3 separate regions of the Mus musculus genome follow, and regions 2 and 3 are each linked to region 1. A link is a contact called in public promoter capture Hi-C data. All regions are on one chromosome and are shown on one strand. Each heading gives the region's core, a stretch centred on a gene start, on an enhancer-like site or on the middle of the called end of the contact. The rest is flanking DNA. Distances are from core to core; before and after follow the strand shown.

Region 1 (5,113 bases), core at 1,303-3,802:
GGAGTACCCTTCAAGTGTTCCTCGCCTTTCTCTCAGCCCCAGTTTCCTGCACAAGATCTTAAGGACCCCATGGTAAGTGAAAGACTAGGACAGAAGAAAAACGAAAAGACACATTGTTTATATTGTTATCCAGGAGGGTATGAAACAGAGTAGCATTCTCTAGGTGCGATTGCCAGCACCAAACACATGCGGAACAAACAAAAATCTTTGGACTAGGCAGGCCCAGAACTCAGCAATGTATGAATGGCATCCCAGGTTACTGTGCCAGTAACCCCATCCAGGTTAGAGGAACATCTTAACAATTGGAAATGCCTAGTTCTGTGGATTTGTAGTGTGTGCACAGGCCATGCATTGTTGTTTTATGCAACTGCCTAAGTGAAGGGGCATTAATGGTACTCAGGTGCCAGGTGAGGGAAGCTAGCTTTCCAGTATCTGCCACACCACTGCCACATACAGGCAGGGTCTGGGCCAATCATCTAGCTACCTTTGAAGCAGTTATAGTAGCCAACATTTACAGAAAAATCTTATGTGCCTGGCGTAGTTCTAAGCACCCTTTTCCGAGAAGAGGAAACTGAGATGCAAATAAGCAAACTTAATCAAGGTCACTCAGCAGAAGACAAACAAGGAGAATCTCAGTGGAGGGTTAACAACTGTTGTCTCAGATGTGCACACACTAGTCCTTCAAGTCTCCAAGGAAACCTCTGGAGCTGCAGCCTGTACTAGCAATGCACACAGGCAAGCAGGTCTCCCTACACTGACATGTGATTCCATCCCATTCACTGAAAAGTGTCACTAAATAGTGCCAGTTTCCTGTTCTTTCATCCTGGGAGTTCCCAGATCTTCACACTAACAGAATACTATCTCAAACTTGAGTGGGCATCAAACACACCAAAGAAAATTAGCTTAAAATGCAGATCCCTAGGGCAAAGAAAGTCTAGAAGCACAGCCCGAAACATTTAATAAGCTGTCCAACTAATGGGGGCAGACTCTTCTCAGCCACACAGGAAATCTGGCCGGCTTGGTCTGAAAACACCTCAGGACCAAACATCACATTCAACACTTAGAACCGGATCTAAAGGCCCAGCGTTCTACCCCGCCAAGAAGTTGTGTAGAAGTAAATGTAGCTGACAAGGCACCAGGCATTGCTGTGTGTAGCAGGACACACCTGTAGTCTCAGCACCAGAAGCCTAAGGCTGGAGAACTGAGTACCAGGCCAGCCAGAGCTATATAACAGGACTTTTGTCTTAGAAAAAGGCCTGGTCTAAGAATGTGACTAAGTTAATATAATGCTTGACTACCATGCACAGTGCGCTGAGTTCAAGTCTCCAGCACCTCATAAAACAGGGCAAAGTGCACATTTCAAATCTCAACACTGGGAGGGTAGAGGCAGGAGGACCAGTGTTTGCTCAATGTCACTCTCATAAGGAGTTGGAGCCATGCTGGGCTACATGACATACTGTCCTTATTTTAAACACATACACAGAGAGAGAGAGAGAGAGAGAGAGACAGACAGAGAGAGAGAGAGAGAGAGAGAGAGAGAGAGAGAGAGCAGAGACTATGAATGAGAATAGGAGCAAGGCTCCTCTGGGATCCCACATCTGATATCTGATGCTGGTTCCAACTCTGCCCCCATCCAGCTCCCATAATCTACCAGTGAGTCTGCCCTGAATGAGAGGGAAAGGTCAGTAGTTCTCTCTAACCATTCAAACCATTATCCTGTCCTCCAATGGAACCCAGCACCTCCCTATCGATCACCTCCCTAGGTCAAACACCAGTGTCCCTCACTCGCACGGGAAGAGGAAAGCCTGGGTCCAAATCCTAATGAGTTGTCACAATCCAGGGCCGGTCTTCATGCCTCCAAAGCCGGCACCACCGGGTCGGTGGTGAGGGTGTCCTCACTACCAATGCAGTCTGATCCCAGAGATGCCAAGTATCGGTGCATACACAAAGTGAGTGGCCCAAGGTCACCAGTTAAAAAGAGGCCGCGCAAGGTGCGTCTGCGGCCAGCAGGGCTAGCCAGGGCCGCAGCCACGCCTCAAACTCCACAGGTACCGGGAAGGGGCACAGGAGGAGGGTCCGCGACAGGGCAGGGCGCTCGCGCGTCTGATCCCCGGGCCTCCTGGAGTCCCCAGTCCCCGTTCCAGCCCCCTTCCGCGGTCCGCGTCCTCGGAAGCTCACCGGACTTCGGAGGGTAGCGATAGGCCGAGTTGGCCTGTATGTCGATGTCCTCTACGCCCGCGATGCGGCGACTCAGGATGGAGCCCATGGTGCGCGTTTCTACCGGCCAGCCGGAGAGGAGAGGTTGTCGGCTGCGGCGTCCTCACACGGACATGGCCCAAAACAGGCCGCACCAACGCGTACCCACCGCCGCCACCGCCGCCGCCGCCGCGGCACCTCTCCACAGCCCCCGCCCCCGGCCGCCCCGGCCTAGGCCCGGCGCCCCGCCCCCGCCCCCGCCCCGCAGTTCCAGGGGAAATGGAGTCCAGGCCAGGCAGCCAATGCGCCTGCGTACTACGCTTCCCAAGCTTGCCACCACCACCACCACCACCACCACCACCACCACCACCTCTCACGTGAGTAGCCACAGTGGGTCGAACCAAGAGGCTCCGGCTAAGGGGGTTATCTCCTTCACACGACGCTAACCTCGGCTGCCCAGCTGGATACTGAAACCGGAATGCCTCAGTCCCTTCATCTTCTGTCTACATTTAGACACCCTCAGAATTTCGAGCGTCTCCCATGTAAACCAAGTCTGAAAATGTCGACAATTCTACAGTAGCTCTCCCCCACTTCCCGAGGTTCTTCTCCCATCCTCAGCCGCAAAGGGAATACCTTTAACCAGAGGACAACTGGGTAACCACCAAGCCTTGGAGCCTTGGTCAAGAAGTCAAAACATTAAAAAATAAATAAATAAATAAAAAGCCGGGCTTGGTAGCGCACGCCTTTAATCCCAGCAGAGGCAGAGGCAGGCGGATTTCTGAGTTCGAGGCCAGCCTGGTCTACAGAGTGAGTTCCAGGACAGCTAGGGCTACACAGAAACATTTACAATGGACACGGAATTTTCAGAAGACAGATTTCTCCCCCTTTGACACATAGGGAAACTGAGGCACAAAGCAGGGCAGACGGCAAATAATATGCTAAAAGCAAGTTCAGAAAAATCAGGATACGGATTGCAACATTAATTTACAAGCTATGCCCTGGCTTCTCTCACACACACGCACGCGCGCACACACGCACTGCTTTGAGGATGCCAGGGTATGTTTTTATGATTCTCAGAGGAGTTGAGTTTCTTAGAAGTGCCTCCCATCTTGAACCTGCTGTTCCAGGAGAGCAGCTAGGGAGACCAGCAGGTAGTGAAGTATCAGGTGGTGACTTCACCATAGTTCAAACTATACTAAACCTGAATGCAAAGTCCTTGAAGATCCTCCCCCTGTCCCTTGTAGATAAGGTGACAAGCATAGGCCTTAAGTGAAGACCTCAAGTGAGCAAAAAAATACCCTCGCGCGGTGGGTGTGCCTCGGTGCGGCCTGGTCTGGGCCATGTCTGTCGTCACCCCAACCTCTTCTGCTGGCCAGCAGAAATGTGCATCATGGGCTCCATCCTGAGTTGCTGCATCGTAGGTACGGAGGACATCAATTTTCAGGCCAACTTGGCCTATTGCTATCCTCCAAAGTCCGGTGAAGGAAGAGAGAAAATATCAAGAATTGATAGGCTGAAGCCTGGCGTGGTGGCGCACGTCTTTACTCGGGAGGCAGAGGCAGGCGGATTTCTGAGTTCGAGGACAGCCTGGTCTACAAAGTGAGCTCCAGGACAGCCCGGGCTATACAGAGAAACCCTGTCTCGAAAAAACAAAACAAAAAGAATTGATAGGCTGAAAGCTGTGTGAGGAGGTGGCCAAAATGGCTGAATGATGGAATAATATATGTAATTGAATATAATAATATTCAAACCATAAAGGGCTAGTGCCACTCACCAGAGACAAGACTTCCCTCGAGACCATGTTGTTGAGACCTAGTTGGGACCCTCCAGGACACCAGAGGTCCTCCAAAGTTCAACTAAGGAGCAGCAGAGGGCAGCCAAGAAGTTAGATGAGAAGCTACATTTCCTGGCTGGAAACTCTTTCCTCTTACACTGGAAGCAGAGATTCACAGTCTAAGGCATAATCTGTCTGCACCGCCCGCCATCCACCTCCACTGTGCCTCCCACCCAGGCACCCTCCTCCATCCCTGAAGAGTCGAGCTTTTGGCTCTTCTTTGGCTAATGCTACCCTAGAGTAGCTGTGTAAGAGATCTCTGAATTTCTTCAAACTCAAAATAGCACAATGGACCAGTTGAGAACAAAAGCCATAATCTCTTCATAAACATATTTAGAATCATAAGACAGCACACACTAATGACTATTATGAAGATGTGCCTAGACTAATGGAAGCAAGGCCTGATTATGGAGTTGCACAAAGGATGCAATTTCAATACATCTAGCTCACAAGCTGTGCCTGAAGGAGAGACATCTTCTTGAACCCTGCATTTAAGAGAGTCACTGGAAACAACATAGCTTCAGCCTTCCACCATCCTCTCTGTGACCACAGCACACATTGCAACCAACTTAAGCTGCAGAGGAACCATGACTGCCTGGCTCAAGTGTGTCAGCCACCACAAAGCTGCATAGCAACATACTCTTGACAGGCAACTTGTCTGATACATGGGAGAAGTGAATCCACGGACAATTTGGGTCAGAGCTTGCATTTGCAACTGTACCAGGATATCTCAATCAGAATTTCAATTTCACCAAGAATCTGGAAAGCTAAAATGAAATGACCCATATGTCACTAGGAAGAGTTCAGGTGTTTGATGTAGCCTGAGCATATCTATCCTAAAGATCTACATTGGCGAAACACTCCTCGCATCCCCCATAATGCCTGTCTGTAGCTCAGGCTGGTCTCTAACTCATAATTCTAAGTGCTGAGTGTAAGTATGTACAACCACACCCACCTTAGGACCAAACACTTTTCATATGCTGTCATCTTGCCTGAGGGATCTATGCATATTCTCTTACTTAGTACTCTGGTGTTCCATTTTCTTTTTTTTTTTTTTTTTTGGTTTTTCGAGACAGGGTTTCT
Region 2 (5,113 bases), core at 1,353-3,852, 310 kb after region 1:
GTGTGCATCAAATGGCTTAGAAATTATCTCATTGAAACTTTTATAAAAATGATCCAGGGAGTTGGTGAAATGTCAGTGGATAAGAGCCCTGGCTGCTTTTCTTTCTTTTTTTTTTTCCTGTTTTTTTTTTTTTTTTTTTTTTTTTTTTTTTTTTTTTTTTTTTTTGAGACAGGGTTTCTCTGTGTAGCCCTGGCTGTCCTGGAACTCACTTTGTAGACCAGGCTGGCCTCGAACTCAGAAATCTGCCTACCTCTGCCTCCCGAGTGCTGGGATTAAAGGAGTGCGCCACCACACCCGGCCCTGGCTGCTTTTCTAAAGGACCCAATTTCAATTCCCAGCACCCCCCCACCAGTTCATAGCCACTTAAAGTGGGATCCAGGCCCTCTCCTGGTGCCTTTGCCCAAAGAGTTCTATCATGCCCCCCTCTCCCCTTACCACTTTGTCATCTGTCTCTGTCGCCTTCTTCCTTCTGTAGCTTTTTTCCACCCTTGGAATTCTTTTCTGTTTACGAACTTGATTTTTTTCTGACTCTCTTGCTCCAGAGCTCCATGAAATCAGAAAGTCAGAGGCTTATCTTTACCTTGTTTGCCACACAATAGGTGCTCAATTAGTATGTGCTAACTAAATCTTTATTTTTTTTTTTTTATTTTTTGTTTTTTGTTTTTTTTTTTTGGTTTTTCGAGACAGGGTTTCTCTGTATAGCCCTGGCTTTCCTGGAACTCACTTTGTAGACCAGGCTGGCCTTGAACTCAGAAGTCTGCCTGCCTCTGCCTACTCCCGGAGTGCGCCACCACGCCTGGCAGCTAACTAAATCTTTAAGCTCCAATGTGCCAGGGTGGTGGGATAGGGTGGGAGATGGCAGGGAGGGAACTCTCCCCTCTCAGAGGAGAAGGGGGTCAGGGAGGACTGTAAGGAAGATCTGGAGCAGGGAGCAGTGATCAGGATGTGAAGTGAATAAATAAATAAATAAATAAATAAATAAATAAATAAGAAAGAAAATCTTCAAGCAGGCTGGAGACAGCTTAGCGCTTAAGAATACTGGCTGCTTACAGAAGTGGATGCTCACAGTCAGCTATTGGATGGAACACAGGGCCCCCAATGGAGAAGCTAGAGAAAGCACCCAAGGAGCCAAAGGGGTCTGCAACCCAATAGGTGGAACAAAAATATGAACTAACCAGTACCCCCAGAGCTCGTGTCTCTAGCTGCATATGTAGCAGAAGATGGCCTAGTTGGCCATCATTGGGAAGAGAGGCCCCTTGGTATTGCAAACTTTATATGCCCCAATACAGGGGAATGCCAGGGCCAAGAAGTGGTAGTGGGTGTGTAGGGGAGCAGGGCGGAGCGAGGGTATAGGGAACTTTCAGGATAGCATTTGAAATGTATATAAAGAAAATATCGGGGGTGACAAGATGGCTCAGCGGCTAAGAGCACTGACTGCTCTTCTGAAGGTCCTGAGTTCAAAACCCAGCAACCACATGGTGGCTCACAACCATCCATAATGAGATCTGATGCCCTCTTCTGGTGTGTCTGAAGACAGCTACAGTGTACTTACGTATAACAATAAATAAATCTAAAAAAAAAAAAAAGTTTAAGAACTACATGGTCAAAAACACACACACACAAAAATCTAAAAAGAAATAAATAAAAAAGAAATATTCAGACAACTAGATAAAGATATCAGAATTTTACTAAAAAAAAAGAGAGAGAGAGAGAGAGAGAGAATACTGGCTGCTCGCCAGGCGGGTGTGGTGGCGCACACCTTTAATCCCAGCACTCGGGAGGCAGAGGCAGGCGGATTTCTGAGTTCGAGGCCAGCCTGGTCTACAGAGTGAGTTCCAGGACAGCCAAGGCTACACAGAGAAACCCTGTCTCAAAAAAAAAAAAAAAAAAAAAAAAAAAAAAAACAACAAACAAACAAAAAGAATACTGGCTGCTCTTTCAGAGGTCTGGAGTTCAATTCCCAGCAACCACATGGTAGCTCAGAAGTGTCTATAATGGGATCTGATGTCCTCTTCTGATGTGTGTGAAGACAGCTACAGGGTACTCACATACATAAATAAATCTTAAACAAACAAACAACCTTCAAGCTCACCTATATTGATGATGTGGAAAGCCAGTCATTCAAGAAGCTCGTGGAGTCTCCAGCACCAGTGGTTTTCTGTATGTTCAGTGGCAGAGGAATGTCTCTGGGAAGGAAACTCAAAGCTTAGTCTGGCAGATAAGAGGAGGCAAAAAGAAGGAGATTGAGGCTGCAGATAGCAGAGGAAGACTGAAGCCCCAGGCTGCCTCGGGTGTGTCCCTGCCTTTGCACCTTTGGAAAGTGACTGATTCCGTCTGGAGGGAGACCTCTGCTGCTGGCCACTGCCTTGGACCTGACCTGGAAGCTGAATCCCTGGAGGACAAAGCATTTCTACTACGCATGTAAGCTGGGAAGGTCAACAGAGGGGCTGGGAGAGAGATAAGACCTAGCTCTTCTCCTTGTCCCAAGCCCTAAACTACTATTAGAATCTCCACCGGGAGCTTAGGGACAGGACAGGTTAAGTCTGAGTTAAAAGCACCGTTACCTACGGGAACTGCGATTGCAAGAGCCAAAAAAGGAGCAGCTTCCTCATTTGCTTTGATCTCAAACCAGTACTTCCAAAGGGGAGGCCGTGAAATCACAGGGCTGCAGCTTCCGGTGGCTTCTAGCAAGACCCCAGGCTGGACTCTTCTTAGCTTGAGTCAGCTCCTAACTCATCCCTGAGGAGGTCTCCAAGCAGGTGATTAGACTGCTGTGGGGGAATCAGAAGCTCACACCGACACAAAAGCTTTATTGCTACAAGAAATTGTGAGTAGGGGCCTTCCTGAGTGGCGCTCAGCTCTGCTGGCTGTGGCCGTGGGACTGGCTATAGGAGCTTGTACGCAGCACTGTGCCCAACTGTGCGCTTTTATCCACCAGGGCCATACCTTCAGCTTAGTCTCCACCTTAAGCAATTCACTGTCTTCATCTGCGGCATTTCCTGGGGTTCCCTTCAGGACTGAATGAGATAGTGCATCCAGATCTCTTGGCATTTGCCTGGCCAGAGGACACACAGTGAAAAGGACCATGTCTCTCTCTGACTTACGTTGTGGCCGTGTATAATCTACAAAGGTGTTCTCCCAAGTGGTGGCCCTCTTTCCCTTATTTTATTATTTTTTTCTAATGTGAATGGTGTTCTATCTTTGTGCAGATGTGAATGCATATGTCTTTGTACCACATGTGTGCCTACTGTCCTAGGAAGACAGGTGTTGGATCCCCTGGAGTTACAAAAGATTGTAAGCTGCCATGTGAGTGAACCCACGTCTTCTGAGGAGCAGCCAGTGCTTTTAACTGCAGAGCCAGCTCTCTAGCCCCTATGTTTGTTTGTTTTTTTCCCTAAGATTTTATTTTTTAAAAAACTACGTGAATGGGGCAGGGGTGAATTTGTGAGTGTGTGCTTACATGTGTAAGTGCAGGTGCCCAAAAGAGGCCAGAGGAGAATATCAGATCTCCTGGAGCTGGAGTTGCAAGCAATTGTAAGTTGCTTAATGTGGGTGCTGGGAACTGAACTAGGGTCCTCTGCAGGAGCAGCAGGTGCTCTCTCTCTCTCTCTCTCTCTCTCTCACACACACACACACACACACACACACACAGATTTATTTATGTATTCATCATTGCTCTCTTCAGACATACCAGAAGAGGGCATCAGACTCCATTACAGATGGTTGTGAGTCACTATGTGAATTGAACTCAGGACCTTCAGAAGAGCAGTCAGTGCTCTTAACCACGAAGCCATCTCTCCAGCCCACAGCAAGCTCTTAACCACTGAACCATCTTTCTAGCTCCTACTGTTTTGCTTTGTTTTTTGCTTTGTTTTGTTTTGTTTTCAATAGTGGGCATTGAACCTAGGGTCTTGTGCCTTACAGACAGGCCCTCTATCACTGAGCTGTATTCCCATCAGTGTCCCCCATCCTTTTAAGTTAAGACAGGGTTTCATTTAGCCCAGGTTAGCATCAAACTCATTATACAGCGACGAGAAGTGAAGCCAGGAGGATCAGAAGTTCAAGGTTGCCTGGGGTGACAGGTGTGTGCTCTCATACCCAGTTCATGTAGTGTTCAGGATCAGCCCCAGAGCTTCATGCTTGCTATGCAACCGTTTTACCAACTGAGCTGTATCTCCAGATGCCACCCAGGCCTCTTTTTACTTTTTATTCTGAAGCAAGGCTTCAGTCAGTTACCTAGGCTGGTCTTGAACTTGGGATCCTTATGCTTCAGCTGGGCTGTCAGATGGCGTGCACCAGCAGGCCCACCCAGCTCAGCTTCCCTTTTGCTACTCCAAGAGCTTTGTAAGGTCTGATTCCCCAGCAGAGGGCTGCCGGGCTGCACAGGAAAGCTGATGGAAACAGTGGGCAGGAAGTGGGCAGGAGGAAAGCAGATCAGTCCCAGCAAGTGTGCTTCAGCTGCAGGGCTGGAAGGCTTGACCTGGCCCTGAGATGTCCCCTTCCAGGCTGCCCCTGGGAACTCCCTAGGCTCTACCTGAGGTTGGAGGAGGGGCTGGTAATCTTCTAAGGAGCTTCTACATCAGATGCATGTGTGGTCATTTAATAGTGGAAGGTTGGGGTTGGAAAGATGGCTCAGTGGCTAAGAGTCCTGGCTGCTCTTCCAAGGGTCCTGAGTTCAATTCCCAGCAACTACATGGTGGCTCACAACCATCTGTAACAAAATCTGATGCCCTCTTCTGGGGTGTCTGAGGACAGCTACAGTGTACTTACATATAATAAATAAATAAATCTTTAAAAAAAAATAGAGCAGAAGGGAGGCTGGAGAGATGGCTCAATGGATAAGAGCACTGAGTTCAATTCCCAGGAACCACATGGCGGCTCACAACCATCTGCAATGGGATCTGATGCCCTCTTCTGGTGTGTCTGAAGACAGCTACAGTATATATTATGAGGGTCACTAAATCAGCATTCAGGTGATCTCTGCCTTCCCTCCGGACACCTGGAGGCTGTTGGTGGGTCAGGATCAGGAGGCTGGCCCTGACTTCTCCAAAGAGGAGACTCAGTGCCCAAGCAGAGCCTCTTAGATGCCCTGTCTAAATCCTGTAGGAGCAAA
Region 3 (5,113 bases), core at 1,382-3,881, 300 kb before region 1:
CTTGGCCTTGGGGTGTCTTGAACTGGCTTGTGAGGTCCCCTACACCAAAGAGCTGGGATTACAGCTGTGCCCTACCACATCTGGCTACTGCTGAGAAACTCTGAAACTAGCCCAGGACAGCCAGGGGGTTCTAGGAAGTTGACAGCAGACAGATATTCAAATGTAAAGCGTTTAATGCTTCTGTCAGATCTCAAGATTAAGCAGCACCTGTTCTCCAGCTCAGTGAAAAGAACAACGTGGTTCTTCCCGAATGAATAGTTTTTCAGAGTTAAGAGAAATGTCCGGGATTCCAGGGCAGAAAAGCACTCAATTCAAACGCCCCTGATTCCAGCAGTGCTCCCCTGAGTGCTTTCTGTATGTGGAGGCCTTTCCAGCCACATTCTTCTTTGTCCCACAGTCACCTGGTGAGGTAGGCACTGCTGACCCCATTTTACAGATGAGGAAGTTGGAGCACAGAGAAGTCAAGTCACCTGCACGAGGTTTCACAGCTAGTGAAAGAAAGGCTGGGGTTTCAAGGATATAGACATATTGCTCTAGGATCTGGCCACAGTGGACAAATGAACAGAATGAAGAAAGAAACCCACACCACACACCTCTCTGCCCTGGGGTGTGGGGAAAGGAAAGGCCGTGGACAGCTTGGCAGGCCCTTCTATGGGATATTTTGTGCACGTGTGTGGTATAGTGTGAAGGCCATGTGTTGGGTGTCTTCATTTGCTCTCCACTTTACTTTTTTGAGACAGGGTCTCTCACTGAACGTGGAGCTTACCAGTTCAACTACGCTGGTCAGTGAGCTCCAGGTATCCTCCTGCCTCCACCCAGCACTGAGACTACAGGTGTGCATCTCTGCATCTGGCTTTTTACATGGCTGCTGGGGATCCAAACTCGGGATATCATGCTTGTACCACGGCCATTTTACCACCTGATTCATCTTCCCGGCACCCTTGGGCTATTTTTAGTTGCTGGCTTTCCCCAGTGCCAACGTAGGAGGGCACAGTGGATGCCTCCACAGCCATCTGTTCCTGTTACAACCCAGGCCTCTTCAAGAGGACTTCCTATTTACCAGACCTTGCTGGTCCAGTAGTGCTACGTGTGACCTGAGCCGGGCCAGTCAGAATGTTTTAGGAGATTGTAGTTAGGGGCATCTTTCTCTTAGACTCTGTGACTCGGAGTAGTTTTGAAGCTGCCATCAGCAGCCTCTCAGCAGGGAGAGGGTGTGAGGCAAGTGTGCAAAGAGATGTTGAGTCAAGAGGCCTGAGGTCAGCTGGGAACCCTGCTGGGCCAGCCATACCTGCAGCAAGACCCCTTTCTGCCACCCCAAACAAAGGACCAAGGAATTCCCCTTGATCAAATGGTTTTAGCTGGGGGTGGAGAGAGAGGAAGAGACCTTCAGGGCCCTGTTACACTCTGTTTGTCACAGTGTCTGCAGGGTAAATGTGCAAAGGCTGCCAGACAGCTTCTCCCCTGAGCGTTTCTCAGAGTCAAGCTTTGGTTGGAGAGTCAGGTTAGCAGTGCAGTTAAAGGTCACTGAGACGGACTCGGATTGAGGCGGGGTGGGAGAATGCTCGCCCAGCATGAGCGCAGCCAGCTTGTGCTAGATACACTGGCACACACCAGCAGCCTCTAAATCTGAGAGGCAGAAGCAGAAGGATCAGGAGCTTAAGGTCGTCCTTAGCCTTGCATAGAGTTCAAGATCAGGACACAGGAAACCATGTCACAAACAAAACAAAACAAAAACAATCACCACAGAAATGGACCGTGCAGTGGCTCGGTGGTAGTGATTGATTGCCCAGCATGACCAAGGCCTGGATCTGAGTCTCTGTGCAACAACAGCAAATAATTAATAATAGTAGTAGTAATAACAATAATAATAATAAAGGTCATTGAAAATATCACTAATTGCTGCTCGTGGTGATTTGGAGACAACTGGTTTTCAATGTCTCTCTAGAGGACACACACACACACACACACACAGACACACACACACACACACACACACACACACGTGTTCCATTGCTTTTCCTGAAGAGCAGAACAGGGCAGAATTCTGACCACGATTCCCATCACTGGGAGGCACTCCTGCTGCTCTTGACTTGGGGTTGCTGACAACATGAAGTCCATGCTTGCTCACTGGGCCCCACAGCCAGAAACCACCCCTCTCAGCCTGCTGACCTGCAGAAATGATCCCAACTCTATGCCGGGCTGACAGAGAAGAGCAGATGGTGGCGCTTCTGGGCCAGGCTGGAGCTGTGGACAAAGCTTCAGTCGGGCAGAAACCCAGGACAGCGGTGTGGCTCAGTGCTGGTTGGCAGGGGTGGAAACTAGTGTGGGCTAAGGAAAACCAGAAATCCTGATTTCTACATGCTATGCCTCAATCCTAATTTCTACATGGTAAGCCACTCTCTAGGCAAAACGCCAAAGAAAGACTGAGACTGGCCAAAAGTCAACAACAAACAGTGACCACCTTCTGTGGATCCAGGAAATAAAAAGAGAGAAGTCTTGGTCTCCAGGAAGGCCCACTACTCCCCCTTGGAGCGTTTGGGAAAGTCATATCAGTCTTGGAGAAAGTCCCTGAGTCAGATCAGTTCCAGGATAGAGATGCCACCTCCACCCCAAGGGGATCCCCTGCACCAGGCTGAGACTCTGACTCCAATCACGCCTGAACTAAGTTCTCCTGGACTGAGCAGGAATGCCTAACACTCAGAGAGAAGGGTTTTCAGTTCAAAACAAAACAAAACAAAACAAAAAACAGAAAGAAAGCTTAAGGGAGCAGCCCCCCAGGAGGAGACCTCTGGAAGGAGACAAGAATGGCTGGAGTCACCCCATCACCCCATCATTGCCTGGAACTAGGCAGAAGCCCTGGGCTTCCCTATGTTCCTCAAGTCAGGGGTGGTTAAGGCTAAGCGCTCTACAGAGGGGGAAACAGAACTACAGCCACGGGAGGCTGTTTCCTGCAGGAAACAGAGCCCTGCCTCCCATCACAGCTTCTTAGACAGTGCTCAGTCACAAACAGCTGAATAATAAGCTCTAAGGTGACCATCGACCCAGTCACCCACCCGCCAGTAGTCCTTCAGCTGGCCTTGCCCTTTCCAGAGCACGTGATTGGCCTGAGAAATGTCCTGTCATCCAAGCTGGCCAAATCACGGCGATTGATCCAGATTAGACATCTGACCCTGCTGGCAACATGTGCTCCTTCACTCTCCCTGCAACTGTGATTGTTCAGCATGGACCCAGGCCCCCGCAGGCTAAGGAGAGCTTCCTAGTGGCCTGGGACTTGGGGAAGAGACATTCCCTTGCGCACTTTCCTGGCACCAAACAGTGATGACCCCACAGTAGAACACGCCTCCCTGAGGAGGGAGTCACAGCAAATGGTGAGAGGGCACCCAGCCCTGGTCCCATCCTAGACTCCAGATCCAGGGGACAAGAGGTAGAACATCCGGAAGTCTCGGCTTTTAAAAGAAAGTCAGAAGTAAAGGGTCTGTCTGTCTTTGTCTCCTCAAGAGCCGTGAAGCGAAGCTCCCTCTGCACTCTGGGTCCCTGCCGTGGGATCACCACACCCCAGCTGTGGCACCGCGCCATCTGCATCCAACAGGGTCCCAGGTGTCTAGATGGGCTTCGTTCTCATTCTCAACGCCACCTGATGCCAGAAGCTCGCAGGCTGCCAGCAGGTCCCCAGCAGTTATCTGGACACCATCGAGCCACTGTGGGACTGGCCAGAGGAGGAAGAGGAGGTGGTGGCGCTGAGCTGAGAGAAGCGGCTGGCACAGGATTCCAGGCTGGACATGGAGCCCCTGGGGAGCAAGCATGTGTACACCTTAAGTTATCTTCCTGGCAAAAGCTGTTAGTGCTGCAAACGAGGCCCCAGGGCTCCTTCCTCAAGGCTGCTAACCTCCACCGGGGCTAACCATTGCGGAGGGAAAAGCCAGTGACGCCATAGGGAGCGAAGATGAGCTACCCAATCTCCCAAAGCCCAGCTGGTCCCGCAGCTGTCAGGAGCTGCCCTGACTGGCATGGAGCAGAAAACCCACCACCTGGAATTGTCTGTTCTGGGCTCTTCCTCTCTGGTCTCCTTCAGTCAAAATGAAGTGTAGCGACACAAGGCTTCAAGCCCAGCACTCAAGAGGTAGAAGCAGGGGCATTGTGAGTTCCAGACCAGCCTGGGCTACCAGGATGCACCTTCTGTCTCATTAACCCCATTCCAAGTGTCAGATCAGAGCTGGCCTGAGGAACTTTCTAGTTTCTTCTGGTTTTCTGAGATAGCTTCTTATTATTTAGCCCAGACTGGCCTCAAGTTTGGAATCCTCCTTTCTCAGCCTCTGGAGTGCTTGCCTGACATGTATGAAACCCTGGTATGGTGGTGCACATAAAGCCAGGTATGGCAGTGCACATGTGTGATCCCGGCACTAAGGGAGGTGGAGGGAGTTGGAGATCAAGATCTTCCTCAGCCGCATCATGAGTTCGAGGCTAACCTATATTTCATAACCCTGACTCAACACTAATGAGAAGTGATGAGAATGGGGAGGAAATTGAAGACTTTGCAAGCTCCACCTCCCAGCTGCCTGCTTCACTTCTGAGGACCTACTGTGTGCCCAGTAACCCATATCCTCATTGATTCCTACTTAACAGTTGGACTTTAAAAATCTCAGAGGAGCAAATTGATTTGTCTCCTCAGAGACAAGGTAACTGGGAAGCTGAGGAAGAATTCTTAATCTATTGACAGGTCTCCGTAAGGCACTGCTCTAGAATATTATAGAGTGGTTGCAAACTCTGAGGAAGTCTAGGACTGAAGGATGGTCCAGGTGAGAAAGACCCTTCTCCTCCCCCCAGCCCAGTCCTTGAGCTCTGCAGCTACGAAGAGTGAAGGTTCAGCATTAGAGCTTCTGTGTGTGTGTGTGTGTGTGTGTGTGTGTCTGTCTGTCTGTCTGTCTGTCTGTCTCTCTCACATACACACTGGTTTTGTTTGTTTGTTTCAATATGATGTTATTCTGTGTAGCCCTGGATGTCCTGAAACTCTCTCTCTAGACCAGGCTGGCTTTGAACTCAGAGATCCGCCTCTGCCTCCTGAGTGCTGTTGGGATTAAAGGCACATGCCAGCACTGGCCCAGCCTGAGCCTGA

What was found. Promoter capture Hi-C pulls out the DNA fragments that hold promoters and counts their contacts.
Region 2: a promoter capture Hi-C map of neutrophils shows a contact between it and region 1, with 2.4 times the contacts expected there. The contact joins the enhancer-like site here to the promoter of Mgrn1 in region 1. A contact is called at or near these places in 10 of 39 promoter capture datasets (the C10 cell line, the HPC-7 cell line, cranial neural crest and 7 more), 8 of 484 Hi-C or Micro-C datasets (CD4 T cells, LSK cells, double positive thymocytes and 2 more), 7 of 115 datasets of contacts at active chromatin or transcription factors (bone marrow-derived macrophages, effector CD8 T cells, embryonic stem cells and 4 more) and 3 of 9 other capture datasets (adipose tissue, liver and pancreatic islet).
Region 3: a contact with region 1 is called in a promoter capture Hi-C map of liver, with 2.8 times the contacts expected there. The contact joins the enhancer-like site here to the promoter of Mgrn1 in region 1. A contact is called at or near these places in 3 of 39 promoter capture datasets (embryonic stem cells, liver and pre-B cells) and 1 of 115 datasets of contacts at active chromatin or transcription factors (stem cell-derived neural progenitor cells).

The regions. Positions count from the first base shown.
Region 1 is chr16:4,883,539-4,888,651 of GRCm38.p6, reverse strand. Mgrn1 (mahogunin, ring finger 1) reads right to left here and starts at 2,552. Exons shown (of 17, transcript NM_029657.4): 1 at 2,179-2,552. The coding sequence starts at 2,266.
Region 2 is chr16:4,576,345-4,581,457 of GRCm38.p6, reverse strand. No RefSeq gene overlaps it. Among named protein-coding and RNA genes, the nearest start is that of D330022H12Rik, 15 kb to the left of the region's middle. Within about 2 kb of position 2,602, at least 19 of the 459 cell types and tissues checked have an H3K27ac peak or open chromatin away from gene starts, as enhancers often do. A contact at or near this core is called in the HPC-7 cell line, neutrophils and trophoblast stem cells, where this site is marked.
Region 3 is chr16:5,182,314-5,187,426 of GRCm38.p6, reverse strand. Sec14l5 (SEC14-like lipid binding 5) reads right to left here. Exons shown (of 16, transcript NM_001127725.1): 16 at 3,493-3,788. The coding sequence ends at 3,677. Among named protein-coding and RNA genes, the nearest start is that of Nagpa, 19 kb to the left of the region's middle. Within about 2 kb of position 2,631, at least 12 of the 459 cell types and tissues checked have an H3K27ac peak or open chromatin away from gene starts, as enhancers often do. A contact at or near this core is called in liver, where this site is marked.